Linked DNA regions of Mus musculus: all the other regions are linked to region 1. The links are chromatin contacts, called in public HiChIP or PLAC-seq and promoter capture Hi-C maps. All regions are on one chromosome and are shown on one strand. Each heading gives the region's core, a stretch centred on a gene start, on an enhancer-like site or on the middle of the called end of the contact. The rest is flanking DNA. Distances are from core to core; before and after follow the strand shown.

What was found. Promoter capture Hi-C pulls out the DNA fragments that hold promoters and counts their contacts. HiChIP or PLAC-seq counts read pairs in DNA pulled down with a chosen protein or histone mark. Capture Hi-C pulls out chosen DNA fragments and counts their contacts.
Region 2: a promoter capture Hi-C map of pre-B cells shows a contact between it and region 1, with 3 times the contacts expected there. The contact joins the promoter of Hdgf here to the promoter of Dap3 in region 1. A contact is called at or near these places in 2 of 39 promoter capture datasets (erythroid cells and pre-B cells).
Region 3: a promoter capture Hi-C map of liver shows a contact between it and region 1, with 2.8 times the contacts expected there. The contact joins the promoter of Ubap2l here to the promoter of Dap3 in region 1. A contact is called at or near these places in 5 of 39 promoter capture datasets (the C10 cell line, cranial neural crest, frontonasal cranial neural crest and 2 more), 3 of 484 Hi-C or Micro-C datasets (B cells, CD4 T cells and embryonic stem cells), 3 of 115 datasets of contacts at active chromatin or transcription factors (astrocytes, pro-B cells and regulatory T cell precursor) and 3 of 9 other capture datasets (adipose tissue, liver and macrophages).
Region 4: a FOXA1 HiChIP or PLAC-seq map of pancreatic cancer cells shows a contact between it and region 1. The contact joins the promoter of Arhgef11 here to the promoter of Dap3 in region 1. A contact is called at or near these places in 1 of 39 promoter capture datasets (liver) and 1 of 115 datasets of contacts at active chromatin or transcription factors (pancreatic cancer cells).
Region 5: a contact with region 1 is called in a promoter capture Hi-C map of liver, with 3 times the contacts expected there. The contact joins the promoter of Hax1 here to the promoter of Dap3 in region 1. A contact is called at or near these places in 7 of 39 promoter capture datasets (the C10 cell line, cranial neural crest, hippocampal neurons and 3 more), 1 of 484 Hi-C or Micro-C datasets (B cells), 4 of 115 datasets of contacts at active chromatin or transcription factors (astrocytes, pro-B cells, regulatory T cell precursor and 1 more) and 1 of 9 other capture datasets (liver).
Region 6: a contact with region 1 is called in a promoter capture Hi-C map of pre-B cells, with 2.3 times the contacts expected there. The contact joins the promoter of Rps27 here to the promoter of Dap3 in region 1. A contact is called at or near these places in 2 of 39 promoter capture datasets (erythroid cells and pre-B cells).

Annotation. Positions count from the first base shown.
Region 1 is chr3:88,948,700-88,951,612 of GRCm38.p6, reverse strand. It overlaps Dap3 (death associated protein 3), which reads left to right and starts at 1,331. Exons shown (of 13, transcript NM_022994.3): 1 at 1,331-1,745. The coding sequence starts at 1,743. It also overlaps a transcript of Ash1l not described here.
Region 2 is chr3:87,904,631-87,907,645 of GRCm38.p6, reverse strand. It overlaps Hdgf (heparin binding growth factor), which reads right to left and starts at 1,325. Exons shown (of 6, transcript NM_008231.4): 1 at 932-1,325. The coding sequence starts at 1,018.
Region 3 is chr3:90,051,120-90,054,379 of GRCm38.p6, reverse strand. It overlaps Ubap2l (ubiquitin-associated protein 2-like), which reads left to right and starts at 1,865. Exons shown (of 28, transcript NM_001165984.1): 1 at 1,865-1,925. 4933434E20Rik (RIKEN cDNA 4933434E20 gene) reads right to left here and starts at 1,578. Exons shown (of 7, transcript NM_025762.3): 1 at 1,261-1,578; 2 at 771-872. The coding sequence starts at 1,326.
Region 4 is chr3:87,615,672-87,618,948 of GRCm38.p6, reverse strand. Arhgef11 (Rho guanine nucleotide exchange factor (GEF) 11) reads right to left here and starts at 1,390. Exons shown (of 40, transcript NM_001003912.2): 1 at 157-1,390. The coding sequence starts at 188.
Region 5 is chr3:89,996,993-90,000,296 of GRCm38.p6, reverse strand. Hax1 (HCLS1 associated X-1) reads left to right here and starts at 1,581. Exons shown (of 7, transcript NM_011826.4): 1 at 1,581-1,769; 2 at 2,294-2,559; 3 at 2,723-2,910. The coding sequence starts at 1,717. Gm19710 (predicted gene, 19710) reads right to left here and starts at 1,537. Exons shown (of 4, transcript NR_045749.1): 1 at 1,376-1,537; 2 at 1,000-1,152; 3 at 12-125. It overlaps Ubap2l (ubiquitin-associated protein 2-like), which reads left to right. Exons shown (of 28, transcript NM_001165984.1): 28 at 1-9.
Region 6 is chr3:90,211,839-90,215,015 of GRCm38.p6, reverse strand. It overlaps Rps27 (ribosomal protein S27), which reads left to right and starts at 1,368. Exons shown (of 4, transcript NM_027015.4): 1 at 1,368-1,406; 2 at 1,715-1,823; 3 at 1,972-2,082; 4 at 2,263-2,349. The coding sequence starts at 1,401. The coding sequence ends at 2,291. Nup210l (nucleoporin 210-like) reads right to left here. Exons shown (of 40, transcript NM_029937.2): 40 at 2,865-3,099. The coding sequence ends at 2,999. It also overlaps a transcript of Rab13 not described here.

The DNA of each region.
Region 1 (2,913 bases), core at 82-2,581:
TAAGCTAACTTACAAAGGGAACTTCCCCAAATGCAGGCAAACTCTTCCTGAACACTCTCCATCCTCGAATTATACACATATAAACAGAGCAGCTATAAACCAACAGACCATCTGGTCTTCAAGACCCAAAACATTTCTTTCCAAGTAGAAACTAACCAGTGACATTTATTAAACTTATTAACACTCAGATCACTATGTCATGTCTGCATATATTTCCGCCTTTCGAGAACACCACAGATCTTGTACAGGTAAACTACCCGCTGAAGATCATCTCCCTTGCTACTTTTGTCCCTTACTTAAACAGACATAAACTGGATCTTGGGGGATGCTCCAATCGGGCCTACTACACAAACTAACCTGTCAGGGGCACAAGCGACTCCGCCTCCACTCGCTTACTTTCCCGTCCCCCTCCCCCAAACCAAGAGCCCGCTGGTCAGGGACACCCCGTCACCCCGCCTAGAGGGACTTCCCGGTAAGCTCAGGATCCCTATCCCTGCTCTCCCTTCCCCCATCCTCACCCCGCTCTCCCGGAGGTCCAGGTCCGGGGGGGTGACAGCGGATCCCGGGTAGCCAAGGAGAGACTACTTGGGGCCTTCAAAGGCCTGCTCACACCGCACTACTCACCGTGCGAGGCCGAGAGCGCCGAGTGCAGGCAAGTGGAGAGAGAGAGGGTGGCAGCCTGGCGCCTCGGCTTCCCTGGCTCCACACTGTAACCCTTCCCGCTTGTCAGGAGGCGGCCAGCGGGTAAGCGGACCGGCGGAAACGCGAGAGAGGAGAAGCCAAAGGCGTAGGTCGGGAAAGGGGAAACCGAGAGAAGGCGGGTCCGGCAACCGAGACCGGGATCGTCTCCCCCCTCCGCAAAGCGAACCCAAAATGGCGGCGGGAGCGGCAGCGGCGGCGGCAGCGGCGGCGGCGGCGGCGGCTCTGGGGAGGGAGGGAGCGAGCGAGCCAGCGAAGGGCGCCGCGTGCCCCCCCTCCCGCCTCCCACTCCTCCCTCCGCGCGCTCTCCCCGCCGCCCTCCCTCCCTCCCTCCCTCCCTCCCTCACCCGACTCCGGCCGCGCAGCGCGCACGCCCGCCCGCACGCTTCCGAGTGGGTCCGGACTGGTCGCGAGCTGCGCCCTCCAACCACCGCCTCCGGCCGCCCCGCGCCGCCAGCACCGACGCGCTCGCTCTGGGGCCTCCGGCTCGCGCGCTCCCGACTCCCTCTCGGCCCTCACGCGTACCTTCCTTGGCGCGAGCCCGAGCCTCCTCCCTCCTCCTCCTCCTCCTCCTCCTTCTCCTCCTCGGCTCGCCTCCCTCTCTTCCCCGCCCCCACGGCTACCAACGGCAGCCACGGCTGCCGCCGCCTTCGCCCCCACCCCTCGAACGTGCGCCTCCCACAATCCCCCCCGCGGGACGTTCCATTGCGCGCCCCTGCTGGGGCCGGGGAGAAGCGGGCACGCCCGCGCAGACGAGGCTGGCCACGGTGACCGGAATGTTTTGAAGAGCGAGCGAAGGTACCTAGGCGCGGACCTCCTGGGACGGGCCACCGCGACGCCGAGGCTTGCTGCCCGCTTCCGGCCGCGGGGCGGGTGGCGCGGTGCCCCTCCGCTGGGCTGTGGTTGCAGCCGCGGCGACTGCGCGTTGGGTAGCTTCCTGCCACACGACCCGAGCTTGCTTCACAACTGCAGGACGGGTGCCTGGGATCCAGCCGCTGGCGGTGTGTGCGGGTCACCGGAGCAGGAGTCCTAGTGTTGGACTCATGGTAAGGGGACTGAGCCACACAGGGGATGCAATGATGAAGGAGGGAAAGGAGCGTGTATTTGAACTGCCCCGAGATAGGGAATGAGGGCAGCAGTGTCGGTGATCCTCCAAGAGGGCATCCTTCAGACCCGGGGCTGCGGACCTGGGACCGGAGGATGAACGGACAGAACGGCTGTTAATATGTTAATGTAGTTTAACCTTGTTAAAGTCCCAGAGGGTACCTATCCTCTGTGATGCTTGTGTGATCCTTGTGCACTTCTCAAAGATTGTGCGAACTCGGTTTGCAACTGGCAGCCTGATGTTAGAGCAGTGGTCCGCGCAGCCTTCCTAATGCTACGACCCTTTAGTACAGTTCCACATGGTGACTCCCTACCATAAAATTAGTTTTGTTGCTACTTCGTAACTGTAATTTTGCTGTTATGAATCTTAATGTAAACATCTGATATACAGGATATCTGATATGGGATCCCTGTGAAGGGTTGTTAGACCTCTCCTCGGGTCGCCACCCGCAGGTTGAGTGTGTGAGGGGATGAAACTATGCACTGAGATTTTATTTCTGGATTTGATCTTTTAGGCCTTCAAATTTTTCCAAGTTATTTATGAGATGCTGGTAGTAAAAATTAGCTAACCCCAAAATATACCTTCAGGGTTGGAGTATGAAATAATGAGATCATATATGTAAAGCAGAATTAGCTCCTGGGTACGGGGAAAATGCGGAGTATTATTGTTATCATTTACAGTGCTGTTGATGTTGATAAGATTTGTAGGTGTAATTGGTAGTTTGTGTTCTATTCATCTAAATTGCTAGTTAAACCAGACCTATGGCATTCATTGGCTGCTAGTATTTGTTTCCGTGTTGACATTGGATGAGTGAATTCAGGGCATGTGATGTTAAAACCCCAACGTTTGATCTACTCATTTTTAGTCTCCCACAAAAAGCAAAGCAAAATTTTAGAGGAATGGCACCTTAAGTTTCCTTTCTTATCTGTGAATTCTTACCTTTGTGATTCAGGGGAAATTTAAACATTACTGCGTTCCATTCATCTCCAGAACCCATTCAATTAATATTCAGTCTTTTTTTGGAATAGGGGTTAAATTGTCTTTTGAGTGGTTGTTTATTTGTTTGTTTTGACAGTCTCACTCTTTAGCCCAAGCTTGCCTGAAACTCT
Region 2 (3,015 bases), core at 76-2,575, 1.0 Mb after region 1:
CCTCTACAATCGTTTTGAAAAATTCCCAGAAGCAACCCTCCCCCCAACACACACACACACACACACACACACACACACCTTTTCCTGGGAGGGAAGGTGATAAACACAGCAGGCTTTCTGCCCCACCCTCCCACCTGGCCAGGTGCTGGAATGGGGAAGGCCCTACTCTTGGCGGGTTCAAACAACCACATGGCTGACACCGGCCTCCCTGACTGGAGACGCTCACTAATGGGAAGCCGAGGAAACTCCAGCGTCCCACAATCCCCCACACCGCGCTAAGGTCGTCTGTACTGGATTTCCCAAAGCACACGGGGGCCCTGCTGCCTCCAGTTCCAAGTCTGAGCTGGAGGCATATGGAGGGATGTTCTTGTAGAGCTGGGGGCTAAATCGGTTATGGCAGAGTCACCAGGCCAGGCAAGACCATTTTTAAGTAAGTCGTCCCCAAACATTTCACGACCCTCCCAACTTCAGAGTTCCTACCAAAATGCTCCAAGAAAGTTTGTGAGTCGCCAACTCTACATCCACCTAACCCTCTGTGAACTGAGACCCCTCGCACCCGTTCGTCCAGCCAGAGAAACCTGAACTGGAGGCAACTATCAATGGAGACTCAGGGCTCAAGCGGGGCTCCGAGAAGGGGTTGGGATTCGCGGCGAAAGAAGCGACACACCATCGGGCCGCTCCCCCCCCCCCCCCCGCCACCGTGAGCCCGAAGCCTCGGCCGCTGTGACGGAGGGGTGAGGGCGAACTGAGCACGCGGCGCTGCCCGCCAGGTGCCGGCCGCGATCGCCTCCGTTATGTAAGCGGTGGTGGGCTCCCGCCAGCCAGAACAGGCCTGGCACCCCTGCCCCTACGCCCGCTCCGCGCTCGGCGGCCGTGCCCTCCCGAGCGTTATGCAACCCGCAGCAGGGCCCGCGACGGCCGCGCCACTCACCCGGGCCGGCCAGTGTGGGTATCCTTTCATCTTCGCAAACACCAGGTCTCCGCACTTGTACTCTTTCTGCCGGTTGGATCGCGACATGGCGGGGCCGCGGGCGCCCCGGGCTCCGCGCCGAGCCGGGAAGCGCGAGCCCAAGTTTGCGCGTGCGGCGGTTGCGGCGCCGCTGCGCTCCGGCCCTCGCGCGGCCCCCGCCTCGATGCCGGCCCCCGACGCGAGCTCCGGGGCAGCCACGGCGTCTGCGCCCGCGCGCCGCTCGGACAGGGCCGGGCGCGGTGGGCAACACACGGCTCCGGGAGCGCTAGCTCGTGTGGTTGTTTGTGTTTGAAATTCAATTGCTCCCTCCTCGGCGCGAGCGAGGCCGCTTCCTCCACCCCCCGCGGCCCACTCCTCCCCTCGCGCTCCCGCCCGCGGCGGTTCGATGCGCGCAGCCAATCGACGCCTACAGCCTGCCCCGGCCTCACACCCAACCTGGAGGCCGCCAGGCGGGGCTCAGAGGCACAGGCTTGAAGAGCCGAGTGCCGAGCGCGCCGAGCGGGCTTTGTGTGCGGGCGGGTGGTGGGTGCCAGCCCAAAAGGAGCTGGCGCCCGCTGGACAGGCTGCACGTGCCCCTCCCCGGGCTCCTCTGAATGCCCTGGCCAGGCGGGGCCTACTGTGGCCTGCCTTGCGCTCTGTCCCCCCTACCACGTGCCATGTCCCAACCCACGTATTTGCTCTGCGCCTCTGACTTCTAACTAGTTAGACCGCCAAGGCAAGAGGTGTACCCCACACACTCCACGTGCTTCTGTTGGTGGCGGTATAAGAGTTCGAGTCCTACCATTTCAGTCTACTCTAAATTAACAGCTGTATCTGGACTATCACCAATTACCCTCACTAGAATAAGGAGGTCCTAAACGATAAAGACAGTTGGATACCACTAAATCTAGTTTGGAGATATATAGTATTAATTTGAAGACTGTATTTGGCCTGGGTTATATTCTAAGGAATGATGTGCGCAAAACTTGATCTCAGATCTCAAACCAAACAAGATTTTGTTGTAATTACATCTCTGTGCAATGGGTTTTTTGTTGTTTATATCTAATTGTTTTATATCTTATTTTTATTGAGACAGTCTTTTTTTTTTATTTTTTTTTATTTTTCAAGACAGGGTTTCTCTGTGCAGTCCTGGCTGTCCTGGAACTCACTCTGACTGACCTCAAACTCAGAAATCCGCCTGCCTCTGCCTCCCAAGTGCTGGGATTACAGAAGTGTGCCACCACTGCCGGGGGAGACAGTCTTAGTATGTAGCCCTGGCTGGCTGGCCTGCATACTCTCTTTTTAAAGAGATTTGAAGGTTTCTGGTTTTTGTTTGTTTGTTTTTGGTTTTTCAAGGCAGGGTTTCTCTGTGTAGCCCTGGCTGTCCTGAAACTCATGTAGACCAGGCTGGCCTCAAACTCAGAGATCCACTTGCCTCTCCCTCTTAAACGGGTGCACCACCACTGCCCAGCAGATTTGAAGGTTTTTTTTAATATTTATTTATTCATTTATTATTTGTAAGACACTGTAGCTGTCTTCAGACACTCCAGAAGAGGGCCTCAGATTTCATTAGGGATGGTTGTGAGCCACCATGTATGAGTTCAAATGGTCCACAAACAGCTGGGATTTGAACTCAGGACCATTGGAAGAGCAGTAGGCACTCTTAACCACTGAGCCATCTCACCAGCTCAGATTTGAAGTTTTTATTTGTGTTTGTGAATGCATGCTACATGTGTGGTGTGCAGAAGAGAGTGTCAGATCCCCTGAGGCTGGAGTCGCAGGTCATTGTGAGCCCATTCACATGGGTTCAGGGAACTGAACTTGAGTCTCCTGGAAGAGCAGCAACTGACCACCTCTTCAACCCTAATCACAAATTCTTTAAAAAGTTTAATGATGCCTGGCGTGGTGGCACACGCCTTTAACCCCAGCACTCAGGAGGCAGAGGCAGGCAGATTTCTGAGTTCAAGGCCAGCCTGGTCTACAAAGTGAGTTCCAGGACAGCCAGGGCTATACAGAGAAACCCTGTCTCGAAAAACCAAAAAAAAAAAAAAAAAAAAGTTTAATGA
Region 3 (3,260 bases), core at 616-3,115, 1.1 Mb before region 1:
TATTTACTTTTACTATTCTTTTTTTGGTTTTTCATGTCAAGGTTTTTCTACATTGCCCTGGCTGTCCTGAACTAGCTCTGTAGACTTGGTTGGCCTCAGAGATCCACCTGTCTCTGCCTGAGTGCTGGGATTAAAGGTATGCTCTACCAAGCCCAGCACGATTATTTAATTTGTGGACGCAGTCTGATGTGGCACATTATCTTGGTAATCTCATTACTTGTACTGTCCTTGCAGGAGGGCTGCTTTGAGGTTCCGTGGTGAGAGTTATTGGGTTACAATTGGGTGTTCAGTATGTCTCAAAATACAAAACAAAGAACAATAACAACATTAAAAAGTTGTTAGGTAATTTCTTTCTTTGGCTTTAGGTTTGACTTGAAAAGTATAACTAGGTGATTATTGCCCCGCCCCTTGCTTTCAGCAGTGTCAAGGATTAAACCCAGTCGTCTGCATTCTAAGCAAGCACAATGGGCATCTTTAAAATTCTGCAAAGGCAACCATTCTCACAACGCTGGAACCAACTGTAAGTGTTCTCAGCATCATGCTTAAACTAAAGCAACATGAAATATTTAGTAATTTTAGTTGAAGATGAGACATTTTACAGCTGAATTGGTTTAAATCTTAAGGTACATGTTGTGGAGCAGCAGTGAGCAGGAAGTTATTGCTTAGACTGTGGAATGAAAGGAAGCATATGAATAAAAGTCTTCTTTTAAAGTCCGAGAAAAATCTCCTTGTGCCAAAGAACAGGTTTACCTTGCATTCTAGTGACCTACCTTGGGGGCATTGTGTCCTACAGGAACATGAGGTCCCCTTCTAGATTTCATTGCAAAGCGCATGATTTGTCTCTTCACAAAAATAAACAGCAGTACGAATACCTGCCCAAAGAGATTAGAGCCATTTTAGTAATAGCAATAATTTTTTAAAATGTTCACTTTCAAAATCCCTGGGTTTAGGCCTTCAGAGCTGGATGCTTTGGGGCGAAGCCGGGTCGCTAAGGACGGAGGTGGGTCAGGGGCTAGTAACGGAGAGGCATGTTAATCTGGGCTCTAGAATTTAAGAGGGAGGGTTCTTACTTAGAGCCAGGCAGCTTTGACTTAAAGATCTCAGACTGTCTACGGATACAATTCGGAAGTCCAGAAACAAAACAAGTTAAGTGGCTGAAGAACAAAGACAGAACGGCTCAGGAGCCTTCTTTTCAGGAGTCCGGCTCAGAGGGTCGGGACTCAGACAAATGCCACAAGAGGAAGAGAATGGGGATCTCACCAGGCTCCCGTACGCCATCACCAGCACGACATTCACTCCAGAAAGCCAGTTACTACTAGACGCCATCGCCTCTCTCTCCGGGAACACCTGCTAGGACAGTCCCGCCGCGCTCGCGCGTTAGCCCAGGCTCTGCCGAAGCCAGGGAACCTAGGTTCCCTGGAGCTCTCCGAACATTTCCATATGGTTTTCGATTAAAAAAAAAAAAAAAAAAAAAACCAGGCTAGAGTCCGTCAGAAAACATGGTGGATGGGGGCGCTAGTTAAGCATCGGACCTTCCCGTCCCATTTCCCCACCCCCACCCCCTCCGCCACGTGACTTATGTCCGCAAAGGTACCTGGGAGTGCGGAGACGCGGAACTACGCCAGTAAGAGGAAGCCGAGACCTTACTGGAGTCACGTGATGGAGGCGGATCCGTGCGGGGCGGGGCGGGGGCGGGGCGGGCGCGCGGAACTCAAGAGCAGTGTTTCGTGGCGGGGAGGCGCGCGCACGCTGACGTGCGCGGCCCTTTCGCGTCACGTGCTGAGGGACGCAGGAAGGCAAGTGGGAGGGGGAAGGCGCGAGAGCGAGCGCGAGAGGGAAAAGGAGGGAGGGGGTGGGGAGGAGGGAATCTTATATCACGTGACAGGGGCGGCGCGGCCCGGGGTGTCAGTGTGGAGGAGACTGAGGTAAAGTTGGGAGCGCAGCGGCGTTGGCGGCGGCGGCGGCGGCAGCGGCAACGCGGCGGGGCCGGGTATTGTCCGCGGCCCCTTTAAATCCGCGATCCCCTTTTTACCCTCCCTTCTTTTCCTCTGTCCCCTCCGTATTCCTGTCCCGCGGTAGGCCCCCCCCACGCCGTGTGTCTCCCCACTGTACACCCTCCCTTCTGGTCTTGGGAACCCGGGCGTCCAACCTCCCCACCTCGAATTGGCCGCCGGGGGTTTTGTTTATAGTTGGGTTCGCGGCCTACTGGGCCGCGCCAGAGCCGGGGCCTCGATTTGGGAGCGTGGCCGGGGCGGGGCTTGGGGCAGCCGGAGGGGGGGGGCATGTGGCTAGAGCCTGAAGGGGGAGAGCGAGAAAGAGCGCGGGCGAGCGAGGCCTGGGCCCAGCCTGAGGTAGGGTTGTTTAGGAGGGTCAGTGTCTTGTGGAGAAGGCCTCCTCCCTCCCCAGTCCTCTCTGGGCCTCTGATCCGGATCCGGCCTGGTTTTGGGGGCGGAGGGGGGGTGGCGATGGGGTGGAGCTGCCCCAAACTCCCCCATGTGGCCCTCGGTTTGGAGTGCGGAGGATTAATTTGTTCCGGGTGGGAGGTAGAGAAGCGAATGGCCCCATGGGCTCTAGATGTGGCGCGGAGGGGGGTGAGTCTCCCATCCTCCGCGCGTGGGCTTCTGTCCTCTCTGTTCATTTCCAGCCTCTTTGTCAGCTCCTCTTATTACCCTGCCTTCTTTCTTACCGACCCTGGTCGTGGAATATATTTTCGCTGCAGTCTTTGACTTCCTGTTGTCTATACTGTAGTTTTGGCTACCCAAGCAGTTATCTTATTTGGGAAGCTGGACATGGAGGCCCCCGTGGATTGTGTTGCGCCTAAGGGATGTCACTAGACTGGGCATTTGTTCATTTTTCTCATAATGGGAATGGAATTCCAAATTTCTTGAGACCCTTCACCTGGTGGACAGCCCCTAAATTGTTTTGCAAAGTGATGTCACAAACAAGAGACTGTTTTCCACGATTCTTAAAATTTAGCAACCTCTGGTGTAGGTTGTTGTGGAAAGAAAAAACAGTTAAAGGCGATTTTGTTAAATTTGTTTTTGCCTTTGACTCACTGACTACTAAATGGAGAGATTATTTTTTGTCTCCACCTCCCATATTCTGCGTTGGGGATATCTGCTGTGTCTTGCTGGGAGGGGGGTATGAGTCAGTTTGACAACCAGCATTAGAGATTAAAATATTTGGATGTGTATCTGTTGATAAGACTGTGTTGTGGGTCCTATACCACTGTCTTTAATTATAGATCATCCCAGTGATTG
Region 4 (3,277 bases), core at 141-2,640, 1.3 Mb after region 1:
ACACCGAGGGTACAGAAACATATATACTGACACACTGACAGTCCTCATAGACCACAGCCTATCTATCCCACAGCCCAGCCAGGCAAACACAACACTTCCCCCCCAGTCATTTTAATAAGTGTTGGAAAAAAAAAATCCTCAATTATTTAAACATACCTGTCTATACTATGGGGCAACCGTATGCTCATGGTTTCTCCGTGTCTCCACAGTTCTGGAATCCTGTAGTTTCTTTGGGCGTCTTGATCAGGCCTGAGTCCCTTGCAATTTTGAAGGAAGGTGAGAGGAAGGCCTCCCAAGTTGAAGACTGAATCCTTGTTTCTTCCAGCTGTCAGGACCCTGGTAACTGCAGTGCTATTCTGCTTCTATCGGTTAACATGGTCTCCTCCTTCCTTCACCCTTAACCTTCCCCTCCCTCGTCTTAAAAAAGAAAATGAAAAGAAAAAAAGAGAGGAAAAACTATGACCTTCTTAGAAACCAAACTGTTAACCACAAATCTCTTCAAGGTTAGCCCTACGGGCTAAAAACTGAACCACAGAAAGAATCTGACTTCAAAATATCAGTCTTAGTTGCAGACAGATAAAAGCCATCCTTTCAATCCAGTTTCCCCAGCTGTCCTTCTGTTGACAGGGAAGCCTTAAGCTCCAAAGGTTGAAAAAAAAAATCTCTGGTTTCCAAATGCTTAAAATGCCAACAGCAGAATTATTCCAGGGAAGGAAAAACAAAAACAAAACAAAACAAAACAAAAAGGCTGAACAAATCCGAAATGGCACTTGGGAGAAAAATCTTCCAGACGATTTGCACAGTTAAAATAAATAAAACCACACAGCAGTATGTACACAACACGGTCCAGTGCAGCCCTGGGAAGCAAAATTTGCGGATTTCTTTTAAAAATCAAAACAAAACAACCATCTTCTTCTACAGTAAAGGTTTTTGAATTCTGAAATGAACCAATTGTGCAGACACACACACAACAATCACAAAACACCTGAAGCGCAATGCTTTCTACCTTCAAAACGGTAGCATTGGCCAAACCCCCAGGAAATCTTAAACCTTCTTTTCCCTTTCGACTTGCAGGTTCCTCCACCTAACCCAGCCTCAGATCGGCCTTTTTCTCAGACAATTTCCTCAGTCAGCTCTGTGTGCTCCAGCACGTCCAGGCTCCGAAAGTCTCTCTCGCCGCAGCGCTCTGGAGCGGTAGTCCCGCTTCCCCCTCGCCCGCCGATCGTGTCCGGCGACCCGCTCCTAGTATTGTTGCGGCTCGGTTAGGGCCAGGGCGCCCTCCACAGCGGCGCGGAGAGCCCGGGCCGCGGCCTCGGCCTCCGTGCCCACCCGCCCGCCAGCCACAGCCTCCCCGCTCGGCCGCTCCCGGCGTCCGCGTCGCGGCCGCTGCGCTTCCGGCCCCGCCCCCGCGCGCGCTCGCTCGCTAAGGCCAAGCCCGCTGCCGCCGGCCGGCTCCGCCCCACCCCCGCTCCGCCCCGCCCCGCCACCGCCCCGCCTCGCCCCGCCTCGCCACAGCCCCGCCACGGCGGACTCCGCTCGCCCGGGCCGGCCGCTGGCTCCTCCTTGGCGCCGCCCGCCCTTTCACAGCCCCGCGCGCCCCCGGTCCGCGCGCTGCGGCCTAGCTGCTCCCGGTGCTGCTGTCCCAGAGACTCGACCTTTGTTTCCGCAGTGTCCGCTGGCCGCGCCTCTGTCTGCGCTCTCGCTGCGGTCCCGTCCTCCTCTGCCCGTTTTCACTCATTTGTCGCGCTCCTTTCCAAGTTACCAGGAACCCTCTTAGCTGTGCCCTCGCCCCTCTGAGCACCCACCGTCTCTCCCCTCGCGGCTGTACTCGATTTAGCTTGGGTATCTTGTATGGCTCTGCCTTTTAATTTCAATGCAAAAGCCTTTGCAGGGCAATGTTATTTCGATGACACACACCCCCTTCGTGAAATCACGGTTTCTAAATCTCTTCAAGTAACTGTCGGAAGTCAGAAGTAAAGATTGAAGTAAAAAGGAGACTTTTCCAGTACAGGTTGATGAATACACTTTGTTATTTTGTGTGTGTGTGTGTGTAATATGTGACTTCCTGGTGAGACCAGACATCTGTTAACATTAGATAGTGCACCAACAGTTTTACTGAAGCCTGTTCTCAACAGCCAGTGGATTTATTGGGGTTACTTCTAGGAGTACAAACCCCTAAAGGCAGAGGCACCAGCAAAAACCCATCTCCGCATGGATGAGGACGGTGGACTACTGACCTCTACCACTAGAGCTATTGGAGTTGATATTGTTTCTATAACCGTGGGGAGCAGCACTGTGACTCTTGAAACAACTTCTTGAAATTTCTGAGTGCTTGCCATCTGAACCTTAACAATTGCTGCGCTCTTCCACAGGTGTGCTTGTGGAGCCCAGAGGACAAGTGTGGGTGGCATTCTTCCTCAAATGCCAAACAACCTCACCCCTTCTCTGGAGCCTGGTCTCTCTCCACAGCCCCAGCTTGCTGAGTAGGCCAAGAATGGCTGGTGAGTAAGTGCCACCCTCTTACCCTTCTCAGCATTGTGAGAGCAAGTTCACAGCCACCCAAACTCAGCCTCTTTATGTGTGTTCTAGGGGGTTGCTGGGTAGCAGTTTCCACTCAGAACCTTCTCTCTTGGAGAGAAATCCTATAAGACATAGGATATGAAAAGGGAAGCGAAACATATTTTTTAGGCAAAATGTTCGAAGGAGAGGTAAAACATGCTATCCCGTGGAGAAGCTCCTTCAGACAGGAAGTACAAACTCAAAACAGCTTCAGAAGGTTCCTGAAACTGACTAGATTCACTAGACCCCTCCCTCCCCAAGCATATGTAATCAATAAGAACGATTTAGAATCATCCTCAGACAATCCAACTTTAAGACCAGCTAAGCAGCCTGGAAGAGGCTCAGAACAACTGAGCTACCTACCTAGAGAGAACACTACAGTATGGTGAGCTGCTGTAGAGTGTGCAGTGTGCTCCAGGTTTCCAGCTTTGGTGGGATGCTCTTTGGGGATGCTACTGTCTTTAAGTCATTTCTGTTCCTATAAGAAAGACCCTACCCACGTTTCTGTAAGCAGCCCTAATAAGACTCATTGGTTCCCCAAATTGGACTGTGGTGGTCTCTATACTGTGTTCTGCTCTTAGTCCCTTTCTGGAGTGGGTAGATACTTGGTTACATCTTCTCAGGAAATGTCTGTCACACAGTAGGGTTGAACTTGTACTTGCCATGCATGTTTTTACTAAGCCTTATCTCCAGATGCTTGTATCTTTGTTTTGAGATA
Region 5 (3,304 bases), core at 332-2,831, 1.0 Mb before region 1:
CAAACCTCTACCTTCAGCCTCTGCCCATTCTTGCTCCGTCTAGGATATCCTCACTCTCGTCGATGACCAGCTTGGTGAATAAGTATTACCGTACCAACTGGGGCCTCTTCTAGCAGGCTCGAAGGCTGTGGAATAAAGTGAAATCTTTGCCCTTTAAGATCTCTCACCTTAATGTGCTAATATTTTGCCCTTAAGGGGATTTCCTTATACATTCTGTGACTGGAAAGAACTACTGCAAATCTTCATTTCTTCTAGAAACTGCCTCATCTACAGCACGTTTCAGGAAGTGAAAGGGGAAGGAGCTAAGGACATTTAGAAGGCAAAGGACCTTGTGGGAATCTAAGCATGGTTTTAAAGGATTCTGAAGTCTCAAGCCAGCATTAGCTGCTGGCCGGCAGAACTCAATCTTGGGGTCTTTTTCTCTTTGGAGGAGTATAGTAGTTCTTGTTCTCTGAGTTATGTTTTTGAGACAGTCTCACTATGTAACCCTGACTGGCCTGGAGCTTGGTGTGGAGACCAGGTTGGTCTCACATTCAGAGATCTGCCTGCTTCTACCTCTTGAGTGCTAAGGTTAAAGGTTGTCAGCACTACACCCTGCCTTGCCTATTTTATGTGGCTTTGAAATGCCTACATTTTGGGAAAAGAATGGATGATCTTAGAGCAAGACCTGGGGTGGGGGCATGGTGCAGTAAAAGGTTTTTGGACTTCAATTACGTGAAAGAGAAGTTTCATTTTTCTTTGTAAGAGCCATATTGCCAGGGACTCGAGATCCTGTTTCAGCCTTCCAAAACTGCAAATATCCTCTGTGCTGAGGAGGTGAGGGAGGTCTGTTTATTTTGAGTCAGAGTCTCACTCTGTAGCCGACTTGCCTGAAACTCAGTGAGGAGCAGGCTGGCCTTATACCTCCCGAGTGGATTAAAACACCATCAAATTTCATTACGGCATGGTTTTCCCAAGACACAAGTAGCTTCTCGTTCCTGCCTAGTCTACAAATCTTACCTTGTTAGTTGGCCATCTGTTTAGTTTTTTAAAAGCAGCGTGTGGTGGTAACCGCCTTAAATCCCAGCATCTGGGAGGCATTAGGCAGGCGGGTTTGTAAGCCCCTTTGGTCTACAATCAGTTCCAGGACAGTCTGAACACCACACAGAAACCCTGTATCGAAAAAAACAAGCTTAAAAACTCCCTACTAGCTGAAGAGATTCCTAGCATCTTTATTCAGCAGTAGGGAAATCGCGGTTTAAGGAACTAGGTAACTTCGCCTAGCCTAGTATTAGACGTCACCGACATCAGTCTAAAACAAAACACAAGGTGGGGGGTGTTTTCTGATCCTGGGGTGAAGCAGGCCTCTGAACAGGCCACTCCCTCTGGCGGCTACCTGGGACCCTCCAGAGAGAAACGGAAACCCCCCTCGGGGGCCTGGCAGATCAGCAGGAGAAAGAATCTCCTAGAAGGGACGTGATCTTGAACTGGGAATTTCGCACGTCCACCCTCACTCAAAACTGAAAGGTAGCGTATAGAAGCTTCGTGTCTGAGGAGCACGGTCAGCCCCGCCTCTTCCTCCGGCTTACGACTTTTACGACAACGCCGCACCGTAGGGTTGCTTTCCGGCAGCGAACGCTGAGCCCTGGCTATATCCGACAGGGTAGCGTAAGCTGGTCGTGGTCTCGTGTTGCCCATGGGCTGCAGAGCTTCAAAGTTTCTAGTGCCCCTACTGGAATGAGCGTCTTTGATCTTTTCCGAGGCTTTTTCGGCTTTCCTGGACCTCGGAGGTGAGAATAGTTCTGGGCTGGATATACGGGAGGGGTGTTTTGGTGGACACTTGACCCCTTCATCATATTTTTGGAAAGCTTCCTTTCCCGCCCCCTTCAACTCCTGCTGAGAGGTCAAAGATCGCATTCTTGAGTACTCACCCCGCCACAGTAATCAAAGCAGTGGTTAAGAGGACAGAAACGGCAGCTTTCTCCAGACCTGGGTGATGCAACAGGGACCTGGGCGGAGAAAACAATGGGGGTCTGGGGAAGAGGACCATGAGCAAGTAATTGGGCGATTAGTAGTAGGCTGGATGACCCTGAAGAAAAACCATGGGTCGTCTGGCAGCTGTTGGGAGGTGCGGAGAGGCTCTGTTTAGAAACAATACAAAACCCTAATAGATCCATCAACGTTGTTCTGAAACCAGATCTCCTGTGTTTTCAGCTGCCCAGACCCCTCTTTGGCCCAGTTTGCTGCCCTTGTGTTGATTTTTATGGCTTAGACAGTGTTGAAGTCTTCGTGGCTTATTTGCCTTCACTCTCAGCCACAGAGATCCTTTTTTTGGAGGGATGACTCGAGATGATGACGACGATGATGATGATGATGACGAAGCGGAGGAAGACAGAGGCGCGTGGGGTCGAGAGAGCTATGCGTTTGATGGTTCTCAGCCTCCAGAGGAATTCGGTTTCAGCTTCAGCCCCAGGGGAGGGATGCGATTCCACGGCAACTTTGGCTTTGATGATCTAGTACGAGATTTTAATAGCATCTTCAGCGAGATGGGGGCCTGGACCTTGCCTTCCCACTCTCCTGGTGTGTGAATTTCCCTGAGGGAGACCCTATGGGTTTCTAGTGGGTTAGTGATGAATAACAGAACTTGCAGAGTAGTTGGGATAGTCTACAGAAATTGATTTTTAAAAGACTTAAAATGTTTAAGGCCTTTCCTATCCCAGAATCACCTACCAACTTTCTACAGAACTTCCAGGTCCTGAGTCAGAAACACCTGGTGAGAGACTGCGGGAGGGGCAGACACTACGAGACTCAATGCTTAAGTACCCAGATAGTCACCAACCCAGGATCTTTGAGGGGGTCTTGGAGAGTCATGCAAAACCTGAATCCCCAAAACCAGCTCCAGATTGGGGGTCGCAGGGACCTTTTCATAGGGTGAGTACTCTCTGCACCTGAACTGTAAGCCCTTGGTGGGATCTCTTAGAGTTGAGTTGCAATTTTAGCCCCTTTAATTAGTTCATTTATCCAGATTTTCTTCATTATTGGGATTTTCGTTTTGAAACTTACTTCACTGTATAGATTTAGATATCTGCCTGCCTCTGGATTAAATGTGTGCCACCACACCTCATCTAAGATTTATTTTCTTTTATATGTATGAGTGTTTTGCCTGCTTGAATGTCTCTGTACCACATGTACCTGTGCCCACAGAGGTCAAAAAGGATATTGAATCCCCTGGAACTCAAATTATGTATGGTTATGAGCCACCATGCTCTTGCTGGGAACTATAAACTATGGTCCTCTACAAGAGTGTCCCCTCCCCTCTCTTATT
Region 6 (3,177 bases), core at 119-2,618, 1.3 Mb before region 1:
TTTGAGACAGGGTTTCTCTGTGTAGCCCTGGCTGTCCCGGAACTCGCTTTGTAGACCAGGCTGGTCTTGAACTCAGAAATCCGCCTGCCTCTGCCTCCCAGGTGCTGGGATTAAAGGCGTGCACCACCACACCTGGCCATGAATTTCATTTTTAAACCTAGAATCTATTTCCCAAGATATCTCTGCCATGTATATTGCCAAAATCCAAAATCAACATGCATTCATTTAAGCATGGACTATTTATTTATTATTTTATTTATAGACACTTGAATTCAGAGATCCACCTGCCTCTGTGTTGAGCAGCAAACACACAAATTTGTACAATGTGGTAATGGTTACAGCAGCTCCATAGTTAAATAACATACTTTTTGTTTTGATTTGGTTTTTAGAGACATCTCTTGTAGTTCTGGCTGTCCTACAACTTGCTAGATCAGGCTGGCCAGAACTCAGTCTCTTCCATGCTTTGCCAGAATGCAGTGATAAAGGTGTGACCAACCTCGTCTGGCCTTTAATTAGCACTTTAAAAGCAATGCACGTGTCAAGTGGTGTAAGGATATTTGATTTTATTCCTCAAAGGTAAAGAATTGTAAGAATACAAAGTCGGGCTCTATCTTTAGCACTGGAAAACAGCAGCAACAACAAAACAATAAAGGTAAACAATAGGGTTAGCTGCAGTGGAGCAAATATGAACAGGATTTGATTTTGTTGTTTTTTCAGACAGGGTCTCCTGTAGTCCACTCAGACCTCAAACTTGCTAGGAAGCCCAGTGCCTAGAATGATTTTGAACTCCTCGTCCTCCCGCTTCATCCTCTGAAGTTCTGAGATTCCAGCCTTGAGCCACTGACAGCACCACTGCGCCCTGCCCAGTTTACGCTTTGCACATTCTTAGCACGCACTCTACCTACCAGCGTAGTACACCCCCAGCTTCAAGCAGGTATCTCATTTTTTAAAAAAAAAAACCTATTTACGTCTAGAATTATTAATCAGCGTAAATCAAACCAACTGGAAAATGGTAAAGACTATCAATAACTAAAAATGTCATGGATAAAAGCTTCTCGCTGGTGTTCACCTGTGATGTTCCCATCACACTCCAGCTGTCAAAGCGTAGTCGGAAACTACGTGAGAAAAAAGTATCCATTTTTCTCGCCACAGCAGCTAAATTCTGAACTCAAAATAGAAGCTAACTCTCTCACCATGGCTACGCGCCCGCGACGCGAGGAGCCTTTACGGACCTTCTACAAATGGCAGTCAACGGGCATTCCGTTGCATTCGAACAGAGTAGAAGACCTTCCGAAGATGGCGAAGCAACACGGCTCGTCACTTCCTGTCCCATATCAGATATAAGGAACAGGATTTCCGCTTTCGCTCCTTTCCGGCGGTGACGACCTCCCTACGAGAACATGCCTGTGAGTTCCTTGGTCCAGGTTTCGACAGAGAACTCGCTCTTGGGTCCGCACGGTCCTCTTGCGCTAATTGCGGGTCCTACAGGGTCCACATGTGCGCTCTGCGTCTCTTAGGACAGTAACCAGAGCCGCGGCGGCCCACGGGTCAGCCGCGTAGACGGGAGCGGAGAGGAGATAAGATGGCGGCCCAGCTACGCAGACACCAGGGGCGGCGAGGGGCGAGTTCTCCTCGGTGTGTGCCAGTGGGGGCTCTTTCCCATCATCTCTTTCCTCCATTACCTTCTAAGTCTTTGCATTTCTGCCCCTTTTAGCTCGCAAAGGATCTCCTTCATCCCTCTCCAGAAGAGGAGAAGAGGAAACACAAGAAAAAGCGCCTGGTGCAGAGCCCCAATTCCTACTTTATGGACGTGAAATGCCCAGGTAAGGAAGTGGTTTTCAGCTGTGCGGGAAAACTAAACTGTACTAATGGTTGTAACTTAATTTTTGATTTTATTACGAGTTCAGAAGTGGTAACTTGGAGAGGAATAAAAGAAGTTAACATTTTTCTTCTCTTTTTTTTTCTTCCCAGGATGCTATAAAATCACCACGGTCTTTAGCCATGCACAAACGGTAGTCTTGTGTGTTGGCTGCTCCACTGTCCTCTGTCAGCCTACAGGTGGAAAAGCAAGGCTGACAGAAGGTGAGTGGTCTCAGTGTTGGGGTTTTGTTTGGCTTTGGGGTCCTAAGGTGAAAGGCTGAGTAGAATGCAAGGCTTCCGGCTGGTAAAGCCAGCTGCACTCCTGTTAGGAAGGTTTAGCACTCTGCAGATGAGGCAGGGTCAGTGGCAGGCAGAAGTAACGTTTGCATCTTTTTCTTCCAGGATGCTCCTTCAGGAGGAAGCAGCACTGAAAGCCCCTGATTGAAGATGAGTGGGAACCTTCCCAATAAACACGTTTTGGATATATAATGTTTGTCTTGTTTAACTGGTAGCAAGTGGTGCCTCACATATCCCAGGGCAAACAGAAGAGTGGTCCCTTTGGGGTCAAGTAAGTGGCCAAACACCTAGAGTCCATTGGGGGCATTTTTATCTAGATTCACTGTATAAATCTTAGACCATGGTTTAAAACTGGTGATAGTGTATAATTGGGCTTACTCTTCTATGTCTTTTTGGTAGTAACTTTTAGCAATGGTTATTGGAAACATTGTGTCATACAAAGGTGTGTGACAGTGGGGACTGTCTTTATTTAGGGATAATGGTACCCAGGCTGCTTTAATCCCAGTGCCTGAGAAGCAGAGGGTTACTGTTTTTCTGTGTGTTGTTGAGATGGCCTTAGGTAGCTTCAAGTGTATGTGACAGGATACCTGTCAAGTGATGGCATTGTAGGTGTGTACTGCTGTTGCGGTTTTTGTGGTGCTAGGAACAGACAGACACCGAGGGCTTCGGGAATCCAGCCTCAGAAATGTAATCTTTACACACGTGACTTAACCACCTAGGAGCTTTTATTTATACTTACTACAAACTTGATCTGGAGGTTTAGTTTTGTAGTTAGCTACTAAACTTGTGCAGGATTAGGCATCTCCAGTCCTCTACAGTTAGAGGGACGCTGACTACTAGGTTAGTGTTTTATACTCCATAACCAGTGTTGTAGCCGACTCTGCACTAGTGGTGGCCGTGAGCTCAGGAAGTGAGGGGGGGAACATGTGGCCGTGTAAGAACCTAGGAGAAAAAAAAAAGCGAGACAATCAAGGTGGTAACTTGGAGACGGACATATCTGAACTTGCGGAGTGAGGGCAG